Linked DNA regions of Sus scrofa: regions 2, 3 and 4 are each linked to region 1. A link is a contact called in public Hi-C and HiChIP or PLAC-seq data. All regions are on one chromosome and are shown on one strand. Each heading gives the region's core, a stretch centred on a gene start, on an enhancer-like site or on the middle of the called end of the contact. The rest is flanking DNA. Distances are from core to core; before and after follow the strand shown. Region 1 has its middle 56 kb from the start of RREB1. Region 2 has its middle 160 kb from the start of LY86. Region 3 overlaps RREB1 (ras-responsive element-binding protein 1). Region 4 overlaps LOC110261768 (a long non-coding RNA gene).

What was found. A called contact is a pair of places that touch in the nucleus more often than the background predicts. HiChIP or PLAC-seq counts read pairs in DNA pulled down with a chosen protein or histone mark.
Region 2: a contact with region 1 is called in an H3K27ac HiChIP or PLAC-seq map of skeletal muscle. The contact joins two enhancer-like sites. A contact is called at or near these places in 4 of 47 Hi-C or Micro-C datasets (epiblast stem cells, heart right ventricle, liver and 1 more) and 2 of 2 datasets of contacts at active chromatin or transcription factors (alveolar macrophages and skeletal muscle).
Region 3: a contact with region 1 is called in a Hi-C map of skeletal muscle, with 5 times the contacts expected there. The contact joins two enhancer-like sites. A contact is called at or near these places in 1 of 5 promoter capture datasets (liver), 4 of 47 Hi-C or Micro-C datasets (liver and skeletal muscle) and 2 of 2 datasets of contacts at active chromatin or transcription factors (alveolar macrophages and skeletal muscle).
Region 4: a contact with region 1 is called in a Hi-C map of liver, with 10 times the contacts expected there. The contact joins two enhancer-like sites. A contact is called at or near these places in 2 of 47 Hi-C or Micro-C datasets (epiblast stem cells and liver) and 1 of 2 datasets of contacts at active chromatin or transcription factors (alveolar macrophages).

What each region holds. Positions count from the first base shown.
Region 1 is chr7:4,454,585-4,457,284 of Sscrofa11.1, reverse strand. No RefSeq gene overlaps it. Among named protein-coding and RNA genes, the nearest start is that of RREB1, 56 kb to the left of the region's middle. Within about 2 kb of position 1,309, at least 42 of the 83 cell types and tissues checked have an H3K27ac peak or open chromatin away from gene starts, as enhancers often do. A contact at or near this core is called in liver and skeletal muscle, where this site is marked.
Region 2 is chr7:4,271,726-4,274,425 of Sscrofa11.1, reverse strand. No RefSeq gene overlaps it. Among named protein-coding and RNA genes, the nearest start is that of LY86, 160 kb to the right of the region's middle. Within about 2 kb of position 1,300, at least 44 of the 83 cell types and tissues checked have an H3K27ac peak or open chromatin away from gene starts, as enhancers often do. A contact at or near this core is called in skeletal muscle, where this site is marked.
Region 3 is chr7:4,591,187-4,593,923 of Sscrofa11.1, reverse strand. All of the region lies in intron 6 of RREB1 (ras-responsive element-binding protein 1), which reads right to left. Among named protein-coding and RNA genes, the nearest start is that of RREB1, 80 kb to the right of the region's middle. Within about 2 kb of position 1,428, at least 17 of the 83 cell types and tissues checked have an H3K27ac peak or open chromatin away from gene starts, as enhancers often do. A contact at or near this core is called in liver and skeletal muscle, where this site is marked.
Region 4 is chr7:4,298,739-4,301,587 of Sscrofa11.1, reverse strand. It overlaps LOC110261768 (a long non-coding RNA gene), which reads right to left. Exons shown (of 4, transcript XR_002346278.1): 4 at 1-2,849. Among named protein-coding and RNA genes, the nearest start is that of LY86, 190 kb to the right of the region's middle. Within about 2 kb of position 1,592, at least 12 of the 83 cell types and tissues checked have an H3K27ac peak or open chromatin away from gene starts, as enhancers often do. A contact at or near this core is called in liver, where this site is marked.

The DNA.
Region 1 (2,700 bases), core at 60-2,559:
GATTACTACAGCAAGCAAGCCAGCAGATGGCATTTTCATGGAGTGGGTCCCCAGGTGAAGGGGGACACGCCGAGCTCCCCGGTCATTGTTGGAGGCGGGATTAGTTGGAGGAGTCTTGTTCATTAGCAAATCCTCTTCATATCGTTTGTTTTCCAGTCATTAGTTGCCACTCCTAAGCCCTTGCTCTGCGCCTGACATGTTCTGCTCATCTTTACAGCAGTCCCACCAGGCAACGACTCTTCTTCCATTTTGCAGATGGGGAATGTGACACTGGAAGAGGTTCCGTAATTCATTTCAGTGACAGAGTTAAGATTTGAGACTAGGTCTTGGACTCCCAACCCTTCACCAGCAAGATCACTCACTTTCTTTCTCAGAGGGGAGTTTAAACTTGTGGGGCCTCTCGACTAGCTCTTGGTCTAATGCCTTCAGCACCTGCCTGTTCTTATCTTTAGAAAGGCAAGAATTGCTGTAAACTGAACCAAAATAACGACAGCTGTTTCCCCTGACCATCCATCATTAGTCACTTCTTCCTTTATCACTTCCCAGCCAACGGGAGGGCAGTAAGTGGCTTAACTCTTAACAACATCATCTGCACATTCTAAGCGCAGATGGCACGGGGCTAGTGATGCCTTAACCTAATTATTCTGGCCTTTCTAACTTTTTACTTCTAGGAATAGTCATTAAAAAGGGGGGGGGGATTGTGAAAGACTTACTTAGGTCTTGCTGCCTTAAAGGGGAGGGAAATTCTTTTTGAGGCAAATGCGTCCCCGATTTCCTGCAGAAAGGGAGGTTATTTATTGTTGGAGTAGAGGTTAAGAGGATTTGCACACAAAAGCTTTGAGGTCGGCAATGACACACGGAAGCAGAAAGGTCCCACTTTTCCACACATATGGGGGCTGCAAAATGGGGCATCTTCCTGGTGGCACTTCATGGGTCCCTGGATGTGGAACTCATTCTCTCGCCACCTAAAGCCTTCTCAGGACCCCAGGTCGTCTCCCCCTTGGCCGAGGACCTCATCGGGTCGCCTTTCTCGGTGCACCTCTCCTTTTGAGCTGGATGGAGATAAAGCCGTCCTCACCACCCCTACTTTAAATCCAGCGGGATCATCTGCCAGAAATAAACCCTTCCCCCTCTCACTCAGAAGACAAAGCCCACACGGAGGCAGGAGGACAGGCTGGCATCTTCTAATGACTGCCATGCATTACCGACGTGTCATCACTCCCTCGGAACAGAAATAAGAGGAAGCCACTTACATCTGGGAGTTGGGAGGAAGGGGCGGGTCCTACCAAGGCCAGAAACAGCGGTTTTTGGGTCTGAGGAAGCTGCCAGGCAGCCCCGCAGAGGGCCGAGTGCTGAGTGGCAGGCAAGCCCCGAGCTGGCCCTGTGGCTGGGGCGGAGCAGGGTGAGGGGACAGGACAATGGGAAGACGGGGACCCTGCGTCTCAAGACAGCTCACATCCCTCGGCGAGGCGGCGTGCTTTCTGGAAATAGCTGAAAATAGAGCGTGAGCTTCAGCCCCGAGAACTGGCCGCCTGCCAGTGGCAAAGAGGGAAGCCAGGACCTGCCATGCCGGAGACCAAGAGAGCCAGCCGGGTTTTTGGGCGCCCGGGGCCTGCCTGCCTGCCTGCTGGGATTTCAGCTCTCCTCCCTGCCCTGCGGAGAGAGCTCCGTCTTTTAATACCGCTTGTCCTCTTGCCCAAATAACCCAGAGATTCAAGCCCTGGGGGGTGGGGGGAGTCCCCTCGTCGGTTGATTTGGTTTCATAGCCGCAGTTGACACCGGGCCTGTCCATTTCATGTTGAAGAAACAGCAGGATTTCCAAGCACAAATTCAGATGCTGCGAGACAGTTTGCTCTGACGGTTGCTCTTGACCCGAGGAGACAAGTTCAGCCCTTGTCAGTGGCGGTTGACCTGCCAACACTACCCTACCCACCTCGCAGGTAGCAGGCTCAGATGGGTCTCAAAATAGAGCAGGCACCACGTGGCTGATAAGATCCCAGTGGGCAGAGGTAATGTTACACCATCTATGACAGGACTTCTGGAATAATCGCAGCTGCCCTTTGCTCCAGAATCCCGCTCCAGCGCCTTAAAAAGTGGAAAGTCCTCAAACAGTTCCGGGCTTAGTGCGTGTGTACTTTCCTTTCTTTGAAGTTGGTTAAACTTCCACTCGGCTTTGGAAGCTGATAATGAGCAGGTCACAGCCTTGCCTTTTCTTTTCTTTTCTTTCTGCTCTAGAGGGACAGATCGCTGTACACACTTTCTGGTGGTCGTTGAGGGGATGCAGTTCTTTGCCGACACACCGTGCCAGCGTTTTCCAAGGCAGGCGGCACAGAGGAGGCCCTTGGCACTCTCTGGGGGCACCATTCCTGAGCTCCAGGGACAAAGAGTGTGGCTAACTTGTGCTGCTTTAGAATAGCTACGGGAGCAGGAGGTCAGGGCATCTCAGTAAACTGACCTTCCAGACTGAGTCGGGATGAAGGCGGGGCAGGCCCCATCTCAGAACTTCAGTATCTGCAGACCCCGGGGGCCTGCTGTCCACTGTCTTGCCTCTCCCGAGAAAGACCTGACTCGCCACACCCGCCCTCCTGGAATGCTGCCTCTTTTCGAGAATGTGCTCAGATACCTACGGAGGGAATCAGGAGGTGGGGAGTCGAAGCTCCCCGTCCGGCTGCTGACTCACGCTGCCAGCTTTGCCAGCTT
Region 2 (2,700 bases), core at 51-2,550, 180 kb after region 1:
GGCAGAGGCCGCATGGCTTGGGCTCCAGGAAGGCCACCTGCTTGCTGAGTGGCCGGCTGGGTGGCCCTGGGAACACTCCCCTGCCGTGGGGGGGCCTCGCTGCGGCTCTGCTCCCCACCTCCTGTGAGGCGCTTGGGGAAAAATAGCTGTGACGCTGACATGCCATTGTCAGGCACTTCTGGGGCCTGGCAACGTCTGCAGTTGGTGGGGTGGTGCTTTGGTGGAGCTGCGGAAAAGCAGGGCTGTGTCTTGTGATGGGAAGAGGCTCTTTTCCTAACCATATAAGTCTTCCCGAGAGAACCAATACAGAACGCGGTCACTCTGGCTGGGCCGTCTTTCCACAGCCGCCCGGGAGCCCTCTGGCCCCGCTCACCGCATCTCCTGTTTCATTTTCCATGTCCTCTCGGGTTGGTAACTCAAGGAGCATCTGTGGCTCAGGAACAGCTGACGGCCCGGCAGCTCCCAGCAGCGGCTCCTGGGGATGGGGCGCGGGGCGCTGGCTGGCAGGGGCGCTCATGATGCCCTGTCCCCAGGGCCGTGAGTCACTGGCAAGTGAAGGATGAAGGCCTGGGGGGTGGGGCCTCGGTGCCCAACCCAGGGGATGTGGCCTCGCGAGATGAGTAATGAGACCTGAGCGAGCGTTTCTCACGGGAGGCTCCCGCCGGCGGCCCTCCCGTCACACCCTCCTCCGCCGCCCACGTGGCTGAATCCGGGAGCTGGAAGGAGCGGTGCAAAGCCTTCCCACCCCAGCCCTGTACTTTCCAGGTGAAAAAACGAAGATGCAGAGGAGAAGTGACTTGACCCAGGTCGGGGTAGAGCGGCGTGTGAACCCAGAGCCGTTAGTCTATACACCAGAAAGCTCGGGGGCTGCCAGCTCCTCCCCGCCCCCGGGTGTGTTTCCCTTGTGCCCAGGAGGTGAGTGCACCCCTGGGGCAGGTGGAGAGGTGAGCTGGAAGGTTCAAGGCGTGGAAACCCAGGACGGCATCTCTCCAGGCTGGTCCCTGCACCCCTAGCTCTGCCGGCCCCTCCCCCTGCACCCCCAGGCCTCTCCCAAAGGTGATGGCTTTTCCTCCTGACTCAAACTAAATCCCCACCCCGTAGCCTGGGGGAAGAACAGGTGGAGTCCCAGATTAGGGCGCCTGGGAAGACCACGGAGGGCCGCCCCCTGCCTCCAGCTGTTCTTTATTGAGCGCCCGCAGTGAAGGGAGCCAGGAGAGGCCTGGGAGCAGAGCAAGGCAGGGGGAGTGGCGGCAGGCTGGGGCTGGTGGCTGAACCGCAGAGGCAGCCAGGAGGTCCTCAGGCTCTGGCTCCTCCTGTCGCCAAGCCCTGGAGTGGAAACTTCTGGAACGGCCCTGAAGGTGACAGTGTGGGCAAGGCCGCTCCCGCAGGGGGCTGGGGTACCTTCCCTCAGAGCTCTGGAATGCACACATGTGTTTATCTGCAGAGCGTTCCCCCCCCCCCCCCCCGCCCCTCCCACTCTGTGCACCCCTGCTCTCTCCCCGGGCTCACATGCCTTGGGCATTCAATAAACATTAAAAAATAGCAACATCCGAGCCACTGACCTTCATGTAAAGGCTTTGAGACCACGGTTCCTCTTCCGTGGGGCCAGACAGGCAGGGCCTGGGAGGGGAAGCCAGGAACACACCCTGGGCCCCGGCAGCGGGGCAGCAGGATCCAGGTGTGGCTTGGACTTTGCTCTGACCCCAGCTGGGTTCAGAGGTCACCATAAGTGAGATGGGGGCCCCTGATGTTCTATAGGAGATGCTGGGTTGTGTGCCCTCTACCAACCAAAGGACAATGCCTGCCCACCTCACCCCATGCCTGTAGACATCACGGGGGGAACAGGTGCGCTGGCCATCAGCCTTTCAGACCCTGCGCTGAGGCCCCGAGGCCGGGACGCTTCTGTCACTTCTTTTCTTGGCCTGCCCATCCCTGCCTCCCTCACCGAGAACCTTCCACCATTGATCAGCTGAGACTTCCTTGTCTGGTGGTGAGGAACGGAGGGTCTGGGGTTTTCCAGCCGGTCTGAGTCTTAACATCCGGATCGCTTCCTTTGACACAGAAATTATGCCGCCTTTACCCGCAAGGCCTGGTCAGCGGAGTCCAGGCAAAGTCTTCTGAGCCAGCTGGCTCCTTCTTCTTTTTCTTCTTCCCCAAGACTGGGAGAGGGTGAACTCGCAGAGGGGAGGGGGCCTGAGGGTCTGGACCCGAAAAGCAAGGTTCTGTCACTGCATTAGCCTCCCCCGCCCCGAACCGGCTGGACAGATGAGGCTCTGAGGCTCTGTGAGCAGCGGGGGCTGCGGCTGGCAGTGGGTGGGGTTGCCCCCGGGGGCCGATGGTTCGGGGCCCAGAGCCCCTCCAGGGCCTGACGGTGACATCTGAGAGGCTCACAGGGCGACGGGCACTGCTGGAGGAGTGCTCCGTGCGTTTGATCCTTTTCTTGTGAGGTCTATGCCCATCTTACAGATGAGGAAACTGAGGCTCAGAGAAGTTAAGTAGCTTCCCCAAAAGGGTCACTTTGGTTTCTGAGCCACTTCTGAGGTCCTGGATGTCATGAATGACTGGGCTGACCAGCCGTCCCATTTGCCAGGGACTCTCCCAGCCTGAGCAATGAAACTGCCCCGGGAAAGCCCTTAGTCTTGGGCAAACCTGGGGGGCTGGTCACTGGCTCACACGCTTGTCCGTTTCTCCCTCTTTCTT
Region 3 (2,737 bases), core at 179-2,678, 140 kb before region 1:
GATGAGGAGCAAAATGGATGTTAATTCCCTATTTTATAATTACGATTTTCCAAAGAAAAAGACCCATTTCAGAGATTGGATTCTTTCCAAATGAGATCCCTTTCAATCCTTTCAAGTATCATCACTTCTTCACAGCTCTGCCGTCTGGCACTTTCTGGAAAGTTGTGCAAACTGCAAAGCTCAGTGCCCTTTTTCCTACACTGCACGCTCCCAGAGGGCGGGCCCTGGCTCAGTTTCCCAGGTTTGTTTTGGAAGACAAGCACGGCTCAATCCAAACTTTCAACATGGGAGCAGACTGATAAGGAGTTCTGGGAAGTTAAAAGCCGGAGCCACGGGGATGTTTCCATGATACGTGTTTTGCACTGTGATGGCAGCCTATTATTCTGCTCAGGAACTAGGCTATTTAGAAAGGTTTGGGATAAAGGATTTTCAAACCTCAAAAACATGAGAATCTGCAGACAGGGATGTGGCAACTTGAAAAACTATACCGGATATGATACTAAATTGAGACGGTCTCTCCTCCAAACTTTTTCAAAATAAGCTGGAACTGGCATCACTCTAAGTCTCCCTATTTACCAAATATACAATTCCTTTTTATTTTTTTACATTTGTAAAGTTTTGGTGGCATTTTATTTACTGATTTACAAAGTGGTGATAATTTCTGCTGCACAACAAAGTGATTCTGTTACACTTTACACTTGCTTGCATGTATTTATTCATTTATTTATTTTTGTCTTCTTAGGCCTGCACGTGTGGCATGTGGAAGTTCCAGGGCTAGGGGTCAAACTGGAGCCGTAGCTGCTGGCCTACACCAAAGCCACAGTAACTTGGGATCCAAGCCTTGCCTAAAACCTACACAACGGCTCATGGCAACGCCGGATCCCTAACCCACTGAGCGAGGCCAGGGATGGAGTCCATGTACCCATGGATCCTAGTCAGGTTTCGTTCATCGCTGAGCCAGGATGGCAACTCCCCACACTTGCCTTCGAACGAAGTTTTAAACTCTGTGTGCAGTGTAGGTAATGGGCTTATTAATGCTACACTGCAACTATCAACGTGACCACACGTAATTTGATCTGCTACCTGATTCTGTGAAATGTTTTTTTTTTAAATAAATATGACGGTTCTACTGGTTGACGGTCCTCTCATAAAACGACAGTGAAGGAAACACTACAGAAGGACTGATTAGCCTCATAAACAAAGACAACAAATGAACTCTCATAAAATGACTCGTGGCCAAAGGAGAGAGAGTTGCTTTATAAAGTGGGTAGCTGCAACGAGTATCTCCTCATCAGCTAGGAATAACTGGAAATGGAGAAGGATGCAGCTCTCGAGGTCCACACTGTGAGATGCATAGTGAAGCCCTCTAGGGGTTAAAGCAACCAAAATCTGGGGTGGAGTCCAGATCTGCCTCCTCCAGCACGCCGCTGGGCAGTAAACACGGGCAAGGCGGGGCTCAGCCAGGAAACTTGAGTGCGTGCACACATACGCAGGCACACGGCACTTGGGCTCGTGTAGATGACCTTGAGAACGGGGTGAGCCGGGGGCTGAGGGCAGGGGCACTGGACCAGCCTTGTGCGATTAGGCCTCGGAGAACCCGACCTACAAGTCCACACTACAGGGACTCACATCACAGAGGGGTCCTGCAGCCCTGAGGGGAGGGACTGACACTCAGCACAGAGTCCTGTCACAGGTAAGGGGGCCCAGGGCAGGTGACAGTGAAGGCAGAACAGGGCCCTAGGGGTAGGTGCCCAGCCCTGGCCATCGGCTCCCGGCTCAAGAGTCCCAGCTGCTGCCACAGATCTTGAAAGCAGCAGCAGCAGCAGCAGAAGGAAAATGAGACACAGAACTTCTTGGTTTTGAGCAGCAAACACACAGTCCACTGACTTCCTTTCACGCCTAGAAAAATCAAACAAGGATGCAGCTACTCCAGACTCGGGCCCTCACTCTTCTTTTTAATTCCTGCACACACATCCCAGCGGGGCTCTGGCCCCTGATTAATGTAACACAGGTATTTGCTCAGGAGAGATCACAGCTCACCACTGGAGTATCAGATTCTGGAACAGATCCACCAGGACAAATAAATCTAACTCTACTCTCTCTGGCACATTTTTGTAAGTGTTTTCACATTTTTATACACATTTCTTTCCAAAAGCACAGTTTCACCAACAAGGGAAGGTGGTGCTGATTGCGACTGAGGACTGAAAACCAAGTGCTCTTTTAACGCATTGTTTGCGATTTTCTACAGAGAAGATGAAATAAAGGCAGTGTGATCAACTCAAATATTCTAAATAAAGTTTTGATGTTTAAATTACCAGTTTAATCTAGGAAAGAACAAAGGGAAAAATAACTTCTTCATTCATTTTCTGGCATTATATGACTGTTCAGCCGTTACACCTTCCCTCAGTGGCACAAAGAACAACGACATTAATGACCATTTATTTAAATTTATTTCTAAGTCCTAGTTAACTAACCATTATCTTATGTGCTTGGCATGTGTTAAATCATGAATCCCCTGCAATGTTCCAATTGGCACAGTAGCACCGCCTTCTACAGATGAAGTGACCAAGACACAGGGAGGTCAATGAACCTGCCAGGGTCACACAGCTCGGAGTGCTCACCTCTCGAAGGTGATCACAGGGGTGCCTTCAGCTCTGAAAGCACCAACTCAGAAAGACCCCCGACCCAGCACACTTCCATGGTACCCTACAAGCCTTCAAAATGCTCCCACAAACAC
Region 4 (2,849 bases), core at 343-2,842, 160 kb after region 1:
GGACCACTGCTTCCCAGGTGCCTGCTGCCCGGGGGGAGAGCTGAGAGCACGGACGGCGGGCAGCCCCAGTGACATCACTGGACAGGCTCCCCGCCGGCTTCCTCGCTTCTGCTTTCACTTCCTACCATCCATGCCTCGCAGGCCCCCAGAGCGCAACACAAATCCCTTTACTTCCCTGCTTAGACCCCCTCGCGGCTTCTGGTCATGGTTCCATTAGAACCCACTCTCCTTTCCACGCCTATGAGGATCTGTGAGCTCCCTCAGGGGGTCTCGGGCAGCTCTCTGCTCTCACCTCCTGCCCCACCATCGCATCAGCCTCCAAACCTGGCCCCCACCGCCCGCAGGCTTTGGCCCCTTCCTCCCCCTGGGCTGCTCGGCTCAGAACCGCCACACTGGGGCCTTTCTTCGCATCACCTGAGCACTCCAGGCCTATGACCTCTCTCGACCCCAACGTCCCCGCTCGGCTTTAGTTTTGCCTAACGTGCTAGGCTATTGCTATTCCAGTACCCAGGCATTTTTCACCTGTTTTTATCATCCTCCTTCTCTCGAATGTGGAAGTTCCTTGGGACTTAACTGGCCTGCTTGGTGTTTTACCTCCAGCGCGAGACTGGGGCTGGCACCCAGGAGGACCTCAACCCGTATTTGTTGAATGGATGACTCGATGGACAAAGGATTTGGTTTGGAGTTTGTAGAATCTATCCTTCGATTCTGGTCCTGGTATCAATGCTTTTCTCCCCGGCTCGCTCCCTTGGAAGAGGTAGAGGCTTTTGAAATGTTCAGCAAGCCGAACACACGTTTCTCAGTCCTGAAGGTTGGTGAGGGTGTCAGGGATTGAACCTTGGTGGTACTCGCTGGCCTTCACAGCGGCCCTTCAGGGTGTCGGGGGGAACACTGCATGGTTACAGAGAGCCTTCAGGGAAATTCACCGCTGATGTTAGCCTGGGAATAACCCTCACTGCTCTTTTTCTTACAGTGCAGATACCACTCGAAGGGGCTTCAAAATACTCTTTAGAGTCCAGACAGTAATACGACATGGGTTTGTCTTAGGTTATTTGTCAGAAAGTACCAAGTCTGGGCAGGTGAGTTTTTTTGGATAATAAAGCATCAGTCTCCTTAGTCCTGAAATTTAAACACAAAAATGAAAGTCTTTTTGCCAGAAGCCTGTCAGAGGGCAGGCTATTTATCTGCACCTACATGTCCGGTGAACTCTCCTTGAGGTGGTCTGGGGAAAGGAAGGGGCTCGCTGCCAGAATTAGAACAGAGAAAATGACTCCCAGACTCTCCTGTCTGGGTCCTTTCTCTCTCGTTTTTCTTTTTCTTCCTTCCTCTTTTCCTCACCTGTGACATGGAAATTCAAAAAGTTTCTCCCAGGTTTGTTGCTTTGCAAAGTCTCAAAGGGAAAAGCAAACAGACTTGTGTCCTGTTAGCAGGTGCTGTGTCTGACATATGTTCACATAAACCATCAGTCACACTGATAGACCCCTTAGGAGGACACCCAGGAACTGACTTTCCAGGTCCCAGCCAGCACAGTTCTTCCTGATTTTTGCAGAACTCTTTATGCTTAGATAATATAAAGAAGATTTTTACCGTGTGTCCTTTAAACACATTGCCCAGTCACCACACACAGGGAGATGGAATTATTGCATCATCAAGAGAGAGGTTCTTTGGCCTAACAAAGAAACCATTTTCGTTGCTGTCTCTAGAAGCTTCCAAAAGAATTTTTGAAATGAGCTCAAGGTGCCAGCAGTCTGCCTCTGTCTCAGGAGGACAGCTTCCTTTGAAGATGACTAAGGGTACCTGCTTTCCTTGTACTTGAAAGACTCTGTACCTTCTATCAGTGATAATTCAGTTGCAACTGGCATGAAGCCTGATCTAAATAGGCTTAGCAAAACGGAATATGCCGGCTGGTGTAACCAAGGAGTCCAGAGTACACGGGGTGTGGCTTGAGGTGAGATTGTATTCAAGCCTCAGGTGATAGAGCCCAGCCCTGGTGTGACTTCTTTTCTGAGTCAGGGCTCTCCCTTTGCAGGACGGCTGCCAGCTGCTCTCAAGGTGTGTGTGTGTGTGGGGGGGGGAATGCTGGATTCAAAAAGCGAAGATGATTGGCTTACGATTCCCAAGCAAAGCCTCAGAGCCTCTGATTGGGCCAACAGCCTGCCCCTGAACCAATCATACGGCCAGGAGAGTGTATCATCTACTGATTGGCTAACCCAGGTCATACGATCCACTCCCTGCCAGCTGCCTCTACCCAAAGCCAGTGGGCTGAGAATGGGGCAGCAGGTGATCTGTAGGGATCTGGGGATGGTTATAGGAGAAAGGAGTTGCTGGACAGCCAAGCTGCAGATCTCTGCTGTGGACTAGCTGCATTTGCACAGACAAGACAGACTAGAGGAAGTGGTGGGGCATGAATAATTTCCAAGGATTCCTGCAGATATCGTTATGCTTTCTTTGGGGAATGATTTAGCCAGAAGTAGAAGTTTTCCAAATGGCATGTCATTAAAATCACCAGGAGTTTTGGATTCTAGAGATTTGTGGTGGGACCCACTGAGTATGTTAACTATGATCGATCATCTGGTCATTTTTAAAGATGATCCTGGGTGATTTTAAGGTCAGATGGAGTTGGGAGCCTTACCGTGCCCCTCTCTTCTTGGCAGGGCGGGCTCCAGCAGAGGGCTGACCCAGGCCAGTGGCTCTGCGCCTGCACCTGTGCCCCCACTGCCTGCAGGGTCAGGGCCAGACCTCTCAGCCTCCTGAGTGCCGGACTCAAGTGGCCTTTCCAGCTCATCTCTTACTCTTTCTCTGTATGTACTTTAAGACATTAAAAAAAATTTTAATTGTTAAAAGTTTTT